Linked DNA regions of Capsicum annuum: region 1 is linked to region 2. The links are chromatin contacts, called in public Hi-C maps. All regions are on one chromosome and are shown on one strand. Each heading gives the region's core, a stretch centred on a gene start, on an enhancer-like site or on the middle of the called end of the contact. The rest is flanking DNA. Distances are from core to core; before and after follow the strand shown.

Region 1 (4,314 bases), core at 400-2,899, 140 kb before region 2:
TATTCTTCGATTTCTATTATTATCTGTTGTTTCGTGTGGTTTGAATATAGTATTATTTTGTTTTAGTTTTGTCCCCTGTTGTTTTATTACTGTCTGTTGTTTCTTTTATTTCCATTGCTTTTTTTGGAACCGTTTTATCTTGAACAGGGATATATTGGAAATAGCCGCTCTATCTCTAAGGCAGAGGTAAGGTCTCCATACACTCTACCCTCCCCAGGCACCACTTTGCCTTTGAGTATACACTGGGTATGTAAAATGTTGTTGTTGGTAATGTTTACAGTTGTTACCCCAAAAAAATAAATAAGGGCAGATAAATCCATTACATCTACAACAACAACAAACCCAGTGTATTCCCACAAAGTGGGGTATGGGAGATAAATCCATTACATCTAATTAAAAGATAAGATTATCTGTAAGTAATAAATGAAACATCATCTCTAAATAAAACAATGTTTATCTTTACATTTCTAACGAAAAGATAAGATAATAACTGCAGTTTCTTAATGATCTCATGAGGCAGTTCTGGTAAATTTTTGGAGGATCTTTCATTGTCTATATCACGGTTATACTAATGTATGCTGAAAAACAAAGCATATTTGGCGGATATTTTAATCACAAATTCTTTACCAATCAAAAATAACTAAAAGAATTAACAAAAGAATGGAATTCTCAACTGTCAGTCGACTCAAGTATGAAAAGAATGCTTCTCAACACTGTTCAAAACTAATAAATACAGCCCCTTAAACCGTAAGGCAGGTTCAGAAATAAGATAGGGGTGGATTAATTCGATAATGACTGAGGGATGAAATTGGACAAAGTTTTATCTAGTTCATATTATTAGGTGGATAATGTAACTTTTTTTAGCCCCGAAAAAGCTTTACCAATTCTCAAATACGTAAGGCATATAGAAATTGGTTACTGGAGGGCGGGAGAACTATCAAACACAGAAAAAAAGGGTAACTGAGCAGTCCTTTATGTTAGGGTTTAGCGAAGAAAAAACATAAATGAGAGACATACTTGGGCCAAGACCTGACGCCGAGGTCAGCGAGTTTAGAGTCGGGAGGGTTGTTAATGACCTTGACTCCGGCTATCTCAGTCGCCATGCTGCTTGATTCCTTTTCAGCTGCTGCTCGTATTCTTCGTTTACCCTTACTAAATAATAGTAATTGACTTGTGGTGTTGTTAAGTTTGTGGTGTAAAGCTTTTTTATTCAAATAATATGAGTGCCTGTTACAATGAGCATTACTGATGCCCACTCCACATATGCCGCTCCCCACACAAGCCATCCTTATATTCAATTTCTCAATTCTTCTTCTTGCTTACTAAACATTTCAATTCTTATAAGTAACTACCTACCTACGTTTGCATCCACTTGTATCTTATCATCATTTTGTAGGGCCACGTTGTTTGATTGAGGGGCGAAGCGTGGATGAAATTTCGTAAACCTTAACCCCCCCCCCCCCCCCCCCCCTCCTTTTTTTTTTTTTTTTTTCTTTTTTAAGTTTGGGTTGTACATATGGATAGAAATTATCTTCAAAGACTTCTTTCTTTCAGTTTATCCCACCTTATCGCATATTCTCAACTCTCATGTCATTCTAATGGTTTGATCAAGAAAATTAAGACATTTAGGGTCGTTAGGCAGAGTGTATAGAAAAAACTAATGCATATATTAGTTAATGAGTATTAGTAATACTTTATTTGGTATCATATTTTTACTATGCATAAATAATACTTGTACTAATTATACATTGTATTATGTATCGAGATGTGTATTAATAATACACACCATTTTCCATGTATTAGTAATGTAAGACTTTCAACACATGTATTAATTTATAAAATGACTTTATTACCCTTTATCATGCTGGATCTGTTGGCTTCCTGTCTAGTCTTGTTACTCTGCTCCTTCACCGTTTGGATCATTTTGTTTTGTCTATGACTTTCGTTCTTCCTAGGCATTGTCTCTAAATATTGGGCAACGAGCAAACGTTACTGAATAGCAACTCCATCTTAGAAGCACTAGTTCTTAATGCCAAGGATCGTCAATGCTTCGATCGTGTAGATGAAGATACAGACATAAGGAAAACAATTTTTGATGTCAGGAAGGAAATCCATCAACAGAGAAGAAGTGAATATAGTTGTTGCCGTTCGATCTATTCTTGGAAAATACTATACAAGGAAGGGTTTAAGGAAAAGGTAATTTGATAAACAAACATTTTTTTTTACACAAATTATATAAATATATATTACCTTTAATACAACAAGCCAAATAATGTGTAAAAAATAATGGATATATAACTAATACCAGCATTACTAATGCTTGCATTAGTAATACAAACATTACTAATACACCCTATTTAGCATTATTCTTATACACTCTACCAAACGAACCCTTAGTGTCGATCTTGCCAAGACCCAGGGTCGAGGAGTGACATAAGCGTAAATGGTGATAAATTATTGAGGATTTCTAAATACAAAAAAAGTCAGGATAATACAATTGAAATACCCCGAAGACTTGATATGAATCACAATCACCTAACTTAAAACATGTGCAAAAGTTTGACAACACATGTCTAGGAAAAGAAGACAACCAAACCAAAGAGTAGTATCGGAGTTTGATGTTTCGAATTGTTGGACAGGTCATCTCGAATGCTCCAAATGGCATAAATTGTATTGCTCCACCACATCCAACAGTGTTACGACTCGAACCGAGGCCCTAGCCGCAACAAACATTCCAAATCATGAAGGCCCGAGAGCCCTCTTTTACCATACAATCAAGCACATAACCCATATGAAATATTAGTGTGGAATATAAATTGAAACATGGAAGGTCTCTTAATCAAACGAAAATACATCATAACAACAATCCATGAAACCCAAATCCAGTCTAAACTAATCTACAAAGCCTCTACTGAAAAACTAAACTGTCTAAGCCGGGACAAGGTCCCCAACCGGACCAAAAAATTAACTGAAAATAACATCAGAATAAAATATCTTTCGAAGTAAGGGAGGCTCATCGAATATTTGAGAGTAATCTACTGCTGAGCTGGACTACGGGACTGTACCTCAGAACCTACATTATAAGACAATGCAGCCACCACGAGGACGATCAATACTTGGAATGTATTGGTATGTAGAACTAATCAAAAAACAACAACATATATTTCATATAAAATAACTGAGAACATTATGAAAATAGCTAACCATATTAGAGATCAAAACACATGGGCATATTAAGAGTTTCAAGGAATTCTTGCGAAAAACATAAACTCAACTCTCTTTGTTTTAGTTATGAGCTACATGGTACACCCTATATTCATATAATCCCACGGGCCATATGGAATACACCCTTAACTCGGTGGCCAAGTCCCTAATCCGAGTTTTCCACATGAATTGGGGTATGTAATTTTTAATACACCACAGGGCTTATCGCCAGCGTATAATCTATATTTCAGGACATAAAAAATCGGTGCCAGCAAAACACGATTTACGATAATAAGTTATCTAAACTCATGCCTTCTTCGGGTAGCCATTTAACTCTCTTTAAGCCTATTTTTAACCTTTTAAAACCAGGCTCTATACTTATAACATTCTTTACTTTCAGGTTAAGGGCATTTCGTAATAAGTATCGTCATTGCTAGACTTGCAATCTGTATACGTCATATCATATCATGTCTATAGCCCTTTATTTAAAAGCATGTTATTTGACCAATAAAATGATTAATTATCAGATGAGAGTTCTTATTTCAAAAGCACATGAAAACTTATGCAAAACACTCCCCTTTCAAGACTTTAAGATCAGGTGGCCATCATTTTCATAAATCATTTAATACAAAAGGGCGTTTATCAATTAGAAACACCTTTTGAACATATGTAAAACACAACAACAACAACAACAAACCCAGTGTATTCCCACCTAGTGGGGTCTGGGGGGGGGGGGGGTAAGATGTACGCAGTCCATACCTCTACCTCTGATGAAGTAGAAAGGCTGTTTCCGATAGACCCCCGGCTCAAGATACGAGATACCACACAAACACATAGTAAAGCACAGAAGCAGATTACATAACATAAATACGGCACCCATAAGTAATATAAAACAGAGGAAAGCAAAGGAAAGCACACAGATTCGTAATAAAACATGGAACACGGAAGACGGAATCATAACAGGAATAAAACCCCCACCAAGTAATTCCCTACACTAGCGACCCAAACTGGCCCTAATCTTCTGCCGAAATTCGCGCCCTCCAGACCTTCCTATCTAAGGTCATGTCCTCGGTGAGCTGTAACTGTTCCATGTCCCGCATAATCACCTCG
Region 2 (4,194 bases), core at 691-3,190:
TGCTCTCTCCACTTTAATTTATTTATTGGATTTTAATTTAATATAAAATTTTATAAAAATATTTTATTTTTATAATTTTAAATTAAAAACAAATTAAATATATCAAAATAATTCTTTACTCTTATGTCTTTTGATCCTACGTAGAGAGATGAAACTCAAAATTATTAAATTACTAAAAAAAGGCATTTTTAAAAAAAATAATTTAGAAGTAAAGTTAGACAAATAATTTCAATGGTCTTCACCAAAAAAAAAAATTTAAATGGTGAGAGCTCAGTACAAAATACAAACAACAACAACATGTGTAATTACATAAAATAACTAAAAAGGATAAAATATATACAAATCGTATAACAATTTAAGTTAAAAGATTATTTTTAATAGAAACTCGACAACTACAAAATAAATAAAATAAAAGAATAGAGGCACGTCATGTACTCGATTTAATCCAACCACTGATTGCCGTCTCCAAAGTTCCGAAGCTGTTCCTCACTGTTTGCTTTTCTATAGGTATTGAGACCACATGTGCGGTGTGCCTACTCCCCCTCTCTCTTTTCATTTTGATCCCTCATTTTACTTCTTTCTCTTCACATCCCATTCATATAGTTTGTCGTCTTGGACAAAAGTAATTCTATACGCTTTCACTGCGGTCTTGGTTGATTCTTAATTTTTATTTTTTTGTTTTAAACATCTAATAGTTTCGTCAGTTCATTATTTTGAATTATTTAAATTCACATAGAATATAAAGGTATTTTTTTTAATTCTTAAATTTTGAACACGAAATATAAAAATAAAGATGAATTTTAAAGTGAGGTCAATAATTATGTTATAAATTTCGATGGTTTCTAGTCTCCCTTTGTTATTGTGATGTGACCATTGAAGAGGCAAACAATGTAGTTCATCCATGGAGACGGTGAAAAATTCATCTCTCTTTAAATGTCTTGTGAAATAACAAATACATACAATTGGATTTGAATAAGTAGATGCTTGTTGTGTCGATGAAGAAATGAACAACTGCCATAAAAATTGTGGTTGTTATTATACATTTGATTACGTCTCTGAATTATATTTTTTATAGCGAATTTTATATTTTTATCTTTTGCATTGTTCAATACTTTGCGTTTGATTACGTGATAGTCATGACTTATGTTCGATTTTATCGGTGAATAAATTTATTAGTTTAGAAGGAAAAAGAGATTATTTTCATCACTTTAATATCAATTAGGAATAGGATACTTTGGTAATCAAGTTAGTTCTATTAATGTAGAAAATAATTCTATCATAAATTAAAAAATAACTATCGAGCTTTCAAAAAAGTAAGGAGTATTTATAATCGTAATTTCATAAGTGGAATATGAGGAGGATAAGAGGTATACAGACCTTTATCATATCCACCATACTATGCCCACACATACATCGGAGCATCTATATTTTTACTACATTCATCTTCTGAACGTGAACATTCTTGTTTGGCCAACACTCAGTTTAATATAATAATGCTAATCAAACGGTACAACCACTGTGTAAGAGTTTCCTCTAAGCATTAAGGACATATTCTTATTGCATAATGCCCAGTGGTGAGCCTCCATTTAAGAAATAAATCAATATGATCATTAAAGGAATAAAATTATCCATCGACTCAAATTCTTTAGATCGTTATATATTAAGTACATATTATCTTTCATATCTATGGAACGCTAAAACCTATACTATGATTTGGAAAAAAAAAAAAACTAATTGTATAATTAAAGTAAAAATTACAAGATTCCTTCTTTCTTTCACTATTATAGTCTTTATTAGACTATAAAGTATTTTCTTCAGTAAAATTCTATCAATATCATACTTTTTAACCCTCTCAAATTCTAAGTAAACACGAAATACTATATCCATCAATCTGTCGTTTTATTTATACTTACTCTTTTACAAACCAAAAAAACAAAGAAGCCGCAACAACAAATTTGCATACAAAAAAAGAGATTTATTTAGGCAACAAATTGACAAATATATACATTAGGGGTGCAAACGCAAAACACGTACAACCAACTTGGCAGGCCCTGCTCTCCCTCTCCACTTCTCTTCTATCTATCTACCTTCCTATTTCCTTCTCAAAGTTTTCTTCGTCAGCTCATCAAATACATCCCCCTTTCACCTTCCCAAAAATAATCAAATAATCAAATCTTGAAAACCCAAATTAAATTCTCTATCTTTTTGCTCTTTATCTGACTGTATACAGCAGTATACACCTAGAATATACAAGATTTCACTCTTTTCTTGACTCATTTAGTTGAAGTGAAAATGCCTGCTTGGTGGGGGAAAAAGTCCACCAAGAATAAAGAAAGGGACAAGTATGTAAAACCCAAAAGTTTTGATGAGTTACTTTGTAGAAATTCACCAAGAACTAGTAAGGATTTTGCTGGTGGTGGTGGTTCTGGTTCTGGATTCTCTGGGTTTGATTCAGGTTCTTCTTTGGAAAAGACTCATCCCTTACCCATGCCATCTGTTTCTTCAATTGGAAATGATCATGGGTCAGTTTCAGTTTCAAGTACTAGTTCATCTGGGTCATCTGATGGTGCTGCTGCTGCTGCTGGGAATACTGATCAAGTGCAGTTGGATACTTTTAGGTTGGTTGGTTGGTGTTTCTTGATTTATTGATTGAAAAGTTTGTTTCTTTGTTGGATTTGATGTTTGGGATTGTTTTTTTTTTTTTTTTTTGTGAATTAGTGAGGTTTTGTTGTGGTTGTTGGTGTTAGTTGACTTTGGATTGACCTCTTGTTAAAATTATTTCTTTTGTTGATTGGATTGGATTGTGATCCATAAATTGAATGGTATTGATTAGCGAGAGAGACTGTATTGGTGAAGCTATTGTACCTTGATAAAAGGGGCTTTCTTGGGTGAAAAAGTTGTTATTTGATACCTGTTGCTAATGGGAGGTGGCTAGTATCATGTGGGATTAGTCGAGGTGTGTGGTGTTTGGTAGTTGTTGCTGGTGGGAGGTGTCAGGCACCGAGGTGTGTGGTAGCTATTGCTGGTAGGAGGTGGCAGGTGTCTCATGGAATTAGTCGAGGTGTGTGGTACCTTTTGTTGCTGGTGGGAGGTGTGGCAGGTATCCGTGGAATTAGTCGAGGTGTGTGCAAGTTGGCGTTATCAAAAAAGAACAAAAAAATTTCAAACTTTTTTGATCAGTCAGAGGATCTTTCAATTCGCATATATTCTTGTTTCTCCAGGTTGCTCTTGGTGGATTATGCATATTGAATCAAAAATCTGGTTAATGAGTCTGCGAATCATTCTGCCCTCTTTTTATTGTTGTTTTTACTTCCTATTTTTTGTGTATCCCAAATGCTAAACCTGAGAGACTTATGTCAATTTCTTGATTTGCACTTTGCTCCTATGGTTCTGTGTACTCTAGTTCAATTACTGATCTTTCAGGAGGCTCATTTAGGAAAGTCACAGCAGATTCTTTATACGTGGTATAATTGCATGGTACATAGTGTTACCTTCCTTCTTTTCACGGAATACACAAGCTGCATGGAGCTACAAGTATTTCTTTTCAATTTAATCTGCCCATTTTACTATCCTAATTGTGGGGATACTTCGGTTGTTGCCAGAGGACTTGGAGATAATAGATTGAGCCCATTGTCACGAAGCCCGGTTCGTTCCCGAGGGACAACTACCATGTCGTCACCTTTACATCCTCGGTTTTCGAGTATGAATCTGGACTCTCCAACGGGCAAGTTGGATGATGTGAGGAGTGAGTGTCATCAGCTGCCCCTTCCACCTGGTTCTCCACCCAGTCCTTCTGCTTTGCCAAACCCAAGACCTTGTGTTGTGGCTGAAGGTCCAACCATTAATATGTCAAAATGGAAGAAAGGCAGGCTCCTAGGAAGAGGCACGTTTGGTCATGTTTATCTTGGATTCAACAGGTTTGTAAGCATTCCTTTTTTTTTTTTTTCAATCAATGACTTTTGAGTATCAACTAGGTTCAAGAACCTCATGGCTTTGGTATAGGTCATCTTATGCACGTTTTGAATTGGTGTTATGGAAGACTGTGTAGCTAATTGTTCCTGGTGCACATAGTCTTGTACTGATTAACTGGTATTTTTCATTATGAACAGGGAGAACGGACAAATGTGTGCTATAAAAGAAGTCAAGGTAGTTTCAGATGATCAGACATCCAAAGAGTGTCTTAAGCAACTGAAC

The links. Hi-C and Micro-C count contacts between places; a contact is called where the count stands out from the background.
Region 1: a contact with region 2 is called in a Hi-C map of leaf, with 2.2 times the contacts expected there. The contact joins the promoter of LOC107850765 here to the promoter of LOC107850668 in region 2. A contact is called at or near these places in 2 of 5 Hi-C or Micro-C datasets (leaf and placenta).

What each region holds. Positions count from the first base shown.
Region 1 is chr12:28,814,801-28,819,114 of UCD10Xv1.1, reverse strand. LOC107850765 reads right to left here and starts at 1,649. Exons shown (of 2, transcript XM_016695511.2): 1 at 1,018-1,649. The coding sequence starts at 1,286.
Region 2 is chr12:28,674,269-28,678,462 of UCD10Xv1.1, reverse strand. LOC107850668 (mitogen-activated protein kinase kinase kinase 3) reads left to right here and starts at 1,940. Exons shown (of 11, transcript XM_016695360.2): 1 at 1,940-2,618; 2 at 3,603-3,917; 3 at 4,110-4,194. The coding sequence starts at 2,293.